Linked DNA regions of Mus musculus: region 1 is linked to region 2. The links are chromatin contacts, called in public promoter capture Hi-C maps. All regions are on one chromosome and are shown on one strand. Each heading gives the region's core, a stretch centred on a gene start, on an enhancer-like site or on the middle of the called end of the contact. The rest is flanking DNA. Distances are from core to core; before and after follow the strand shown.

What was found. Promoter capture Hi-C pulls out the DNA fragments that hold promoters and counts their contacts.
Region 1: a contact with region 2 is called in a promoter capture Hi-C map of hippocampal neurons, with 4 times the contacts expected there. The contact joins the promoter of 1700011L22Rik here to the enhancer-like site in region 2. A contact is called at or near these places in 4 of 39 promoter capture datasets (embryonic stem cells, hippocampal neurons, liver and 1 more).

Annotation. Positions count from the first base shown.
Region 1 is chr8:79,246,458-79,250,636 of GRCm38.p6, reverse strand. It overlaps 1700011L22Rik (RIKEN cDNA 1700011L22 gene), which reads left to right and starts at 2,054. Exons shown (of 6, transcript NM_026315.1): 1 at 2,054-2,417. The coding sequence starts at 2,185.
Region 2 is chr8:78,231,369-78,235,966 of GRCm38.p6, reverse strand. The region is part of intron 5 of Ttc29 (tetratricopeptide repeat domain 29); the gene reads right to left. Among named protein-coding and RNA genes, the nearest start is that of Ttc29, 20 kb to the right of the region's middle. Within about 2 kb of position 2,241, at least 7 of the 459 cell types and tissues checked have an H3K27ac peak or open chromatin away from gene starts, as enhancers often do. A contact at or near this core is called in hippocampal neurons, where this site is marked.

The sequences.
Region 1 (4,179 bases), core at 805-3,304, 1.0 Mb before region 2:
CTGGATTTCTCTAAGAGGCCTTTCCCCAGGAGAAGCAACAGCTTGGGATGCAGTCTATTAATTTTCCTGGAGCAAAGGTCCTGATGTTCTAGATTTTAACATTTTAAGAAAGCCCTTAAAGTCACTCATGGTATGCAGTATTTGCCAATAACTTCAGAGAAACATGTCAGGGAATGGGCCAACCTCAGAACTTTCAAAAGTTCTAAAATCCTGTCTCCAGATCAGCATCCCATATATTGCAAAGTGATCAATACTACAATGCTCAGGCCCTAGAGATAGTTAATTGGGTAAGAGTACAAACTGCTCTGAGAGAGGACCTGAGTTCGGTTCCAACACCCATGTCAGGCAGCTCACAAGTGCTTCTACCTCCAGCTCCCAGGGCTCCAACGCCCTCTTCTGGCTTTGATGAACAACTGCATGCATGTGGCTTACATATATGTGCACACACAGAAATTTAAAATATGTTGCAAAATATTTTTAAAATGCATATTCCTGGGTTTGCCTTGGACTTAGTTTCTGAAGTCAGGGATGGCAGTGTATCGCGTTGAATGAAGTGTCTCAGTGCTGGTGTGATTGCCTAAGGCAGCACCAGGGTTATGAGGACCTGTCCTGGTGACTTGGCCAAACACGGAGAGATGGGCGGTGCCACTCCAGGAGTTGACAACTAAGGGACAAACATAAAAATCCATTGTCATTTTGATTTGCCAAGGAAGTGTTGGTGAATGCACTGGCTGGTTTTGTGTGTCAACTTGGCACAGCTAGAGTTATCAGAGTGTAGGAAACCTCAATCCAGAATATTCATCCATGAGATCAGCTGTAAGGCATTTTCCCAACTAATGATCAATGGAGGAGGGCCTATTGTGGATGGTGCCATCCTTGGGATGGAGGTCTTAGGCTCTCTGAGAAAGCATGCTGAGCTAGCTATGAGGAGCAAGCCAGTAAGCAGCACCCTCCATGGCCTCTGCATTGGGTTCTACTTTCAGGTTTCTTTGGTGATATACAGTGATGTGGAAGTGTGATGGTTTATATATGCTTGGCCCAGGGTGTGGCACTATTTGGAGGTGTGGCCTTGTTGGAGTAGGTGTGTCACTGTGGGCCTGGGCTTTAAGACCCTCATTCTAGCTGTCTGGAAGTCAGTATTCTGCTAGCAGCCTTCAGATGAAGACATAGAACTCTCAACTCCTCCTGCACCGTGCCTGCCTGGACTTTGCCATGCTCCTGCCTTGGTGAGAATAGATTGAACCTCTGAACCTGTAAGCGAGTCCCAATTAAATGTTGTCTTTATAAGACTTGCATTGGTCATGGTGTCTGTTCGCAGCAGTAAAACCCTAACTAAGACAGGAAATGTAGGACAAATAAACCCTTTCCTCCACGACTTGCTTTTTGGTCATGATGTTTCAGCACAGCAATAGAAACCCTATCTAAGACAGTGGATCTGGAGAAACCTGGCTAGGCAAACATTAACCAGGTACAGAGCAGTTATGGAGGAAGGACTCCTGAGTTCTGAGTTCTCAGCCTCAGAGTTCAACATGACATAGCCACTTCCTTGATTCTTAACCCTGGCAGTTCTTTACCGTGCTCAGGAATTGGCTTTTTAATAACCCTCCAAGCTAATTACATCACAACCTGGGTGGTGTCTGGGGCTCCTTGTTATTTTAACAGCCCCAAATGACTGTCCTGCCATCAGCCAGCAGGCATACCACTGCTCTGTGACACACAAAAACTGTTCACTAACCTGTTGTTAGCATCACAAACAGCTAATGTTATTTTACCAGCCTTCAGAGCCTAGGTCCTCAGTGAGCATCCTTCATCTCTGGCTTCTACAGCCTAAGCCACCATCCTTAAGGTATACCATATTATGTCAATACCAATAGGCAAATAATTTTGCCTAGTGTCTTCTTGCCATAATTATGAAGCAGTATTTTTCTTAGATCAATGGCTCAAAGTTTTATAGCTTACAAATTAGCGAAAATCCGTGTCCTTGGAGCAGACATAGGCTTTGTGGAACTTTATGACCTGTTGCTTGGTAACTGGACCTACGACCACTCTGATTCTCTCTGTGAGCTGTCGGGCTTCAGAAGTCTAGTCAGCCCAGTCAAGAGCTTCCTGCAACTAGGAGGGAATGAGCGCCTCGCTCTGCCCAGGGCTTGAAAAGCTGTTGCTCACAGCTGCCCGCCCATAGCCATGACACACTTCTTGTACTTGACTCCAGAAATCCTGCTTCCCTTTAGCCCTCTCACTTCTACAGAGTTCGAACTGATCAGACGCAAGGCCCAACAACTGTGGCAGGATGAGACACGGTGGTCTGCTTCTTCCATGACAACCTACTCAGGGAGTTACCGGGAAAAGCAACTGGACGAGGCCACCTGCAACCGGCTGGCCCAGAGAGTAGGCCAGCCGCAGTTTGAGTACAAACCGTAAGATCCCTTTGTTGCTATTCAGAGACAGGTGCTGTTTGGAAAGGGTGTTATAGAGGTCAGCCACTTCAAAAGTGTTAACACATCTGCTTCCCTGTGTAAATGTCACTTTCCAGCTCAAAGTATGGTCACAACCCAAATTGGTATTACTTATTACTAGAAGATATGAACACCAGTGTTTGACTAATGTAGATATTTTTTGTCTATGAACGTGTTTCTTAGTTTATTTGTTTATTGTGTATGTTTCTGGTCATATGGGAAGGTCAGAGAACAGCTAACAGGATCAGTTCTCTGATCAGTTCCTGGAACCAAATTCTTGTCTTTGGATTTGCTCTCCTCACAGCCGTCTCTCTGTCCCTTCCTCCTGTTTAGACAGGGTACCCTGTTATCCCCGACTGGCCTGAAACTCCTTCTGAAGCCCAGGGCAACTGAAAACTCTGGGTCCTCCCACTTCCACCTCCTTAGCACAGGACACACAGGCATGAGTTGCCAAACCCAGTTTCTGTGTATGGTTATGGGATCGGCCCACAGAGCTTCCTAAATGCTAGGCCAGCATCTACCAATGTCCTTGTGCCTAAAATATTGTTTTCTGTAGTCTTTCTCTTTGTGGAAAGCTGGCAAGCCAGCTGTCGCTGTATACCAGAACATATGTGTGCCTAAACGGGCTGTCGCTGTATACCAGAACTTACAGGTGCCTACAGCAGCTGAGCCCAAAAGTATTTCCAAGGGTTTATTGGGAAGCCAGGCCCTGTGATAGGTCCACAATCAAAAAATAATTCCAATTCTGTTTCACAGCTGTAAACACTCAGCTCACAGAACGAGCTTTCAACAGGTTCCGGAGAAGAAGGTTTGGTGTAGTAAGACCTTCTGGAAAGATCCTAGAGAAGCAAGCGTCCCCCATGGTGGGGGATGGGAAAACACACCACTCTGAAGAAAGACACATGGAACACCTGCCCAGGTGCCCACACACCAGAAGGGTGACAGGTAGCTCAGGCACATGAGAGGAGAGCGTAAGTCAGAACCCATGATGACATCTCCCCCTTGGGGTATTACTTAGTAAATATGCAGATTCTGGAAACTTCTTTGAACATAGTTTGGATTATTGGCTCCAGTCCTGATGTAGGAGCAACCCATGCAGAGCTCTGACAAATAGTAGTTATGGGATTGGAGAGATGGGTTAGTGTTAGGAGCAGTGGCCGCTCTTGCAAAGAACCAGAGTGCAGTTCCCAGCACTCGTGTGGGGTGCCTCCCAAGTATCTGTAGCTCTGGCTCCAGGAGATAGGATGCCATTTGGCCTCTGTAGGCACCCACATGTATGCAGGCATCTCTCCCTCCCCTCTCTCCCACTCTCCCCCAATACAAATAAAATCTTGAACAATATATTAGTTATTTCACCTTCCATGTCTTCCCAAACCATGAAAGTCAAGTGCATGATCTAGTTCCCCTAACACTCTCTGTAGTAGCTCTCTGGCTTGTCATCCCTTCAGTCAGCTTCGGAGGTTCATTCGATGAGCTGAGGCTGTTGGGGATCCCCTTGGCTAGGTAGAAGGATCTATATACATTACTGAGGTCTGCTCTGAAAACACACGGATTCCACACAGACATGCAGCAAAGTCACTCTTGGTTTTGTTTGTTTATATTTAATAGACTTTAAAAGGCAGACATGTGGCACGCGGTGAAAGTGACACAATTCTGACTTTGTCTCTTACACTCATGAAGCTTATCTGGATGTTTGGGGAACCTCACTAAATATATCCATCGC
Region 2 (4,598 bases), core at 992-3,491:
ATTTTTTATATGTAATTTGTTGTGTCCTACACAATTTTTGAAATCATAAGATTTGAGGTTGTTTTTCTCAAAAAAGCCCCTCCCAAAACAAAAACCCACTTTCTTTATTTCGGCTTTCATCTCTATAAATAAAGCAATTGGTTCTCCATGTAAGGTGAGTGAAATGGGAAAATAGGAGAAGAGAAAGCCGGAGAGCTAATCTTAGGGAACAACCTGTGCCTTACAACAAAGGCAAGGCCGTGTGGCAACCCGACCAACATGTTTTCTGGGTCCGGCCTGGCTGTTTTCAGGGAACGCCTCACACTTTGCCTGTGCCAGAGTTCCTGAGTTTTGCAAGTAAAATTCCGTTTCTTGCACTCTTGCTGGGAGTCGTGAGAGTCTGTGGTTTGCACCTTCCCATTAAAAATGTATTGTATTTTTTGAAATTATTCACCCCGCCTTTTATCCAGATCGCGCCTTTGAAAGGAGGAAGTGGATGATGAATGGAATAATTCATGACTTCCCATTAAATATGAAACTTTCTTTTGCAGAGTTTAGAAAATGAAGTTCTACATAATGTACAGAAGTTGATTAGAACTTTTTCTACATCTTTTTTTTTTGAAATCTCTCACATAAAACAACTACATGAAGAGGCTTCTCTGTAAAAGGAAAAGCAGTTGATTCTTTGCACCTATGGTTTCCAGCTTTCTGTTCTTGTGTTTTTGCCTCTAAACACACGCACATACACTAGCACATGCACTCCCAGTCATGCACACACTCAAACATACACTTCTTAGGATTACTTAAAAGCATTAAAATGATGACAGGAAACATGTACATGAGGCTCTTCGGTTGACAAGTACTTAGGAGAAATGTGACACCCTTAAAACACAAAAGGAAAAAGTACATAATTTAAAAAATGACAGCCAAACATTATTCATGCTCTTTAGTATGAAAATAAATAGAAAAACTTGCATTTTGATTTTTTTTATAGTGTGACATTTCTTCAGTGAGGTGATGACATTTGCTGTGAAAACTGAACAAGACCTCACCTCTTCAGAACCTCCTCGCTCCCTCAGCCGCCTCTCTGTCCCCTTTCCCAGGGGCTCTGCTAAACCTACTTCTTCCTTTTCCTTTTGAAAAATTAAGTTCATTACGAGCGTAGGCTCATTTTACCACTGTCATTTTGTATTTTTTAGATGGAAAAAAAAAAAACCAAACCTATGGTAAATTGAGTAAAAAGACAGGTTACATCTCAATGCTCAAGGGCAACTCCAGAACTGATTTTTGTGGTTCTAAGGTGACTGCCTCACCAATGACACAGTTTTCATTAGCATCCTTTAACTTTCTTCCACATGAAAGGTAAGTTCAGGGTGTGCTTTCCCTTGTCAGACTTAAGGACAGAGTTATAAGGCATTTGGAGTAAACCTTCTTTGATTATCATTATAAAGAGATGAGTATCACACACACACACACACACACACACACACAGAGAGAGAGAGAGAGAGAGAGAGAGAGAGAGAGAGGGAGAGAGAGAAAGAGAGAGAGAGAGAGAGAGAGAGAGATAGATGAATGCTCCTCGCAGGCCCCGTGCATGAGGGATCAAACTTCCAGAAAGCGGTGAGAAGCGCAATAATGAAAAGCACAGACACTGATCATTCTGACCCTCTGCCAAGACAGAGTCTGGGAGAGATAACTTGCCATAAATAGCATGTTGACCTTATGGCAGCTATCATGAATATCTAGAAAATTACTAGTCAGGACTAACAATATTTAAAATCAAGTTTTGTAATTAGCAAGAGTGTTGTAAAACAAGGAGAAGGTATTTTTGAGAATACAAAACAATGTTGAATTCAAACTTAAAAAAAATTGTACATAAAATAGAGAGCAGGCAGGGAGTGCGTTGTCTCTTTCTAGTTCCTGAACAACACTGAAAATGCTAACAGGAGGCGAGCAGGCAGCCTTCGCAGCACGATCAACAGCACACAGAACAGAATTCAAGCAGAAAAACAATCAGAAGAGCAGAAGGCTCAGAGGTCTATAAATGGATGGATCACTGAGAAATACGGCAGGCAGAAAAAAATGCACCAGATGCAACGGCTTCAACATGTAGAGAATCAACAGGACAATGAAGACAAAGTGATTGAAATGAATTTTCTCTCAGAAACTTACAGATACAGTAAAAGAAAAATTACATGGCTAACACATACCCGGCTGAAGGGAATAACAGACTCAAGCAAGCTGGTGACTGGATCCCAAAAGCTATGTCTGCCAACTGTTCAGCAAATTAATGTACAACATGGATTAATTTCTAAAACGTACAAGACTGTTTTTATAAAAGTTGGCTGTACTAGCTACACTGGAAATTTCATGAGCTTATATCATGCACGGTGTATCATCTGAGCCAAGGTTCCCTCCTCAAACCCTCATTTCCACTGAATGAAAGCAGCAGAGAGCAAGCACACACAAAAACCATTCGTCTGCAAATGCATAAACAAATCTCTAATTTATTCATTGCTTCAAAGTGAAGCCTTTTATGGACTCTTGACATATTTGGGGTTTTAAAGATGCCCAAACATCACATCCCTGAGAAGCAAGCGTCCTCAGGTCAGAAGGAAGCTTCCCACAGGAGTGTTGTGAAAACAGGGAGCAGCCGTTCCGAGCGAGCGAGGAAGGCACTTCCAACTCAGGGTGACAGAAAGAAATAACGAAACAGACACAATGAAATTAGACCAAAGACAGAGCAGAAGAGAACACATCAAGGGTAAACTGAAAGATAATAAAATAGAAGGAGGTGGGGGGCATCTCACAAAACAAACAGCTACTTATATAAAAGACAGAGAAGTCGCTTCGAACCTTATCAAGAATGAGGCAGGAGCACAAAAGCAGATGCAGCTGTGCACAGCAGCCGCACAGCCCTAATTACAGCAACAGCCATAGTCTTTCATGTACAGATGCTGATCGCAACGCTTGGCATATAATTATCTGATTTAAACCTCCCAATGTTTTCTATAAAATTGTAGGGCAGGAAAAGAAAGATTACAGGTTAACCCTATGATTTAGATGAAAATGTACACATACATACAAACACACACACACACACACACACACACACACACAGAGAGAGAGAGAGAGAGAGAGAGAGAGAGAGAGAGAACAAATCAAAGCTACACCATGTAAGTAGGTTTTACCCCAGAATTGAGGGATATAGTCCAATTTTAGAAAATTTAGTAATTTTATTATCATCTTAGCAAACTTTATGATCACCTCAGAAAAAATTAGAAAATTATTTTAAAATGTTAAAAGCCCATAATGTCTAAGAAACGTAGAAACTGAGGAAACTTTTTGTTGGCAATATGTACCTATTAAAAACACATGGGAAAACCCCCTTCACGTTTTGCAGTACACTGGAGAATAACATTGGAATTTGGTGCAATCCTCACTGAAGACCCAGTGACAATTTTAAAATCCCTACTAAACAGCAATATGCAAGAAAAGCATTTGGAACAAAGAGGGGCACCACATACAACTGAATCCATGAAGAGGGCTGTGGCACCAACTCCAGGACAGGCAAAAAAGTCAGTCACCCAGAACACCATGCTTGTGTGTGTGTGGGCGGGGGGAGCACCAGAAAGCACACCCGAGAATAAGAGGTACCGCAGTTTGGGGAAAGACTTGGGAACAGTGGATTTAATCACAGATTTTAAAGATTATTTCTTAACATTGGTGTCTTGCACACACATGTAAGATACATTGCATACACTATAGTACCCCTCTGCACTTAAAAATGTACTTCAGATACTTAAATCGGGTTCTAATCACTTTCCTGTCTTGGTAGGTTTATGGTAATGTCACCACTAAAATCTTCCAGTGCTTAAGCCTATCTCTTGGTATAGTGACTTTGTAGGCACATATTTTGGACTTCTGCATTAGTAATTGTTTATTGGCTTGAATAGTGACTTTTCTCTTAAATTCTGTATCCTCCTATTCCACTTGTGTGGTCATTTATGAGGGAAGCATAGGAGGGTCCAGAGAGGCTGCATGTGTGCACATGTGTGCATAGGTGTTTATTCATATGTATATGTGTGCATATATGTATGTGTTTGGGTGTGCATGCATGCATGTGTGTACATGTGTATGTGCATGTATTGAGTGTATGTACATGTGTATGTGTGAGTGTATGTAAGTGCGCTTATGTATTTGTGTGTGTGGGGGAACGTGTGTATATGTGGGCATGTGTATGTGAGTGCGTATGTGTTAGTGTGTGGGCATGTAAGTGTGTGTGCATATGAGTGGTGAGTGCATATGTGTGTGTGTGTGTGTGTGTGTGTGTGTGTGTGTGTGTGTGTAGGTTTGTCAGCTTTTGCTTCAGCTGTAAATGACTTTCGGTTGATGGTCTCTTTGACTGTTCCATCTTGCAGATTCTTGTTCTTCTTCACTTATTGTAACATTTCTTGTAATTGTAGTATTTCTTTCTCTGTGCTAATTTGGAATTTAATTTTGTTATTTTATTTAGTTTTATAAAAAGGAAACTCAGAGCATCAGTTTGTCACAGAACAGAACAAAAATCAAGTGGCAAATCAGAAAACACTTGCCACAAACAAAAGAGAGGCAAAATC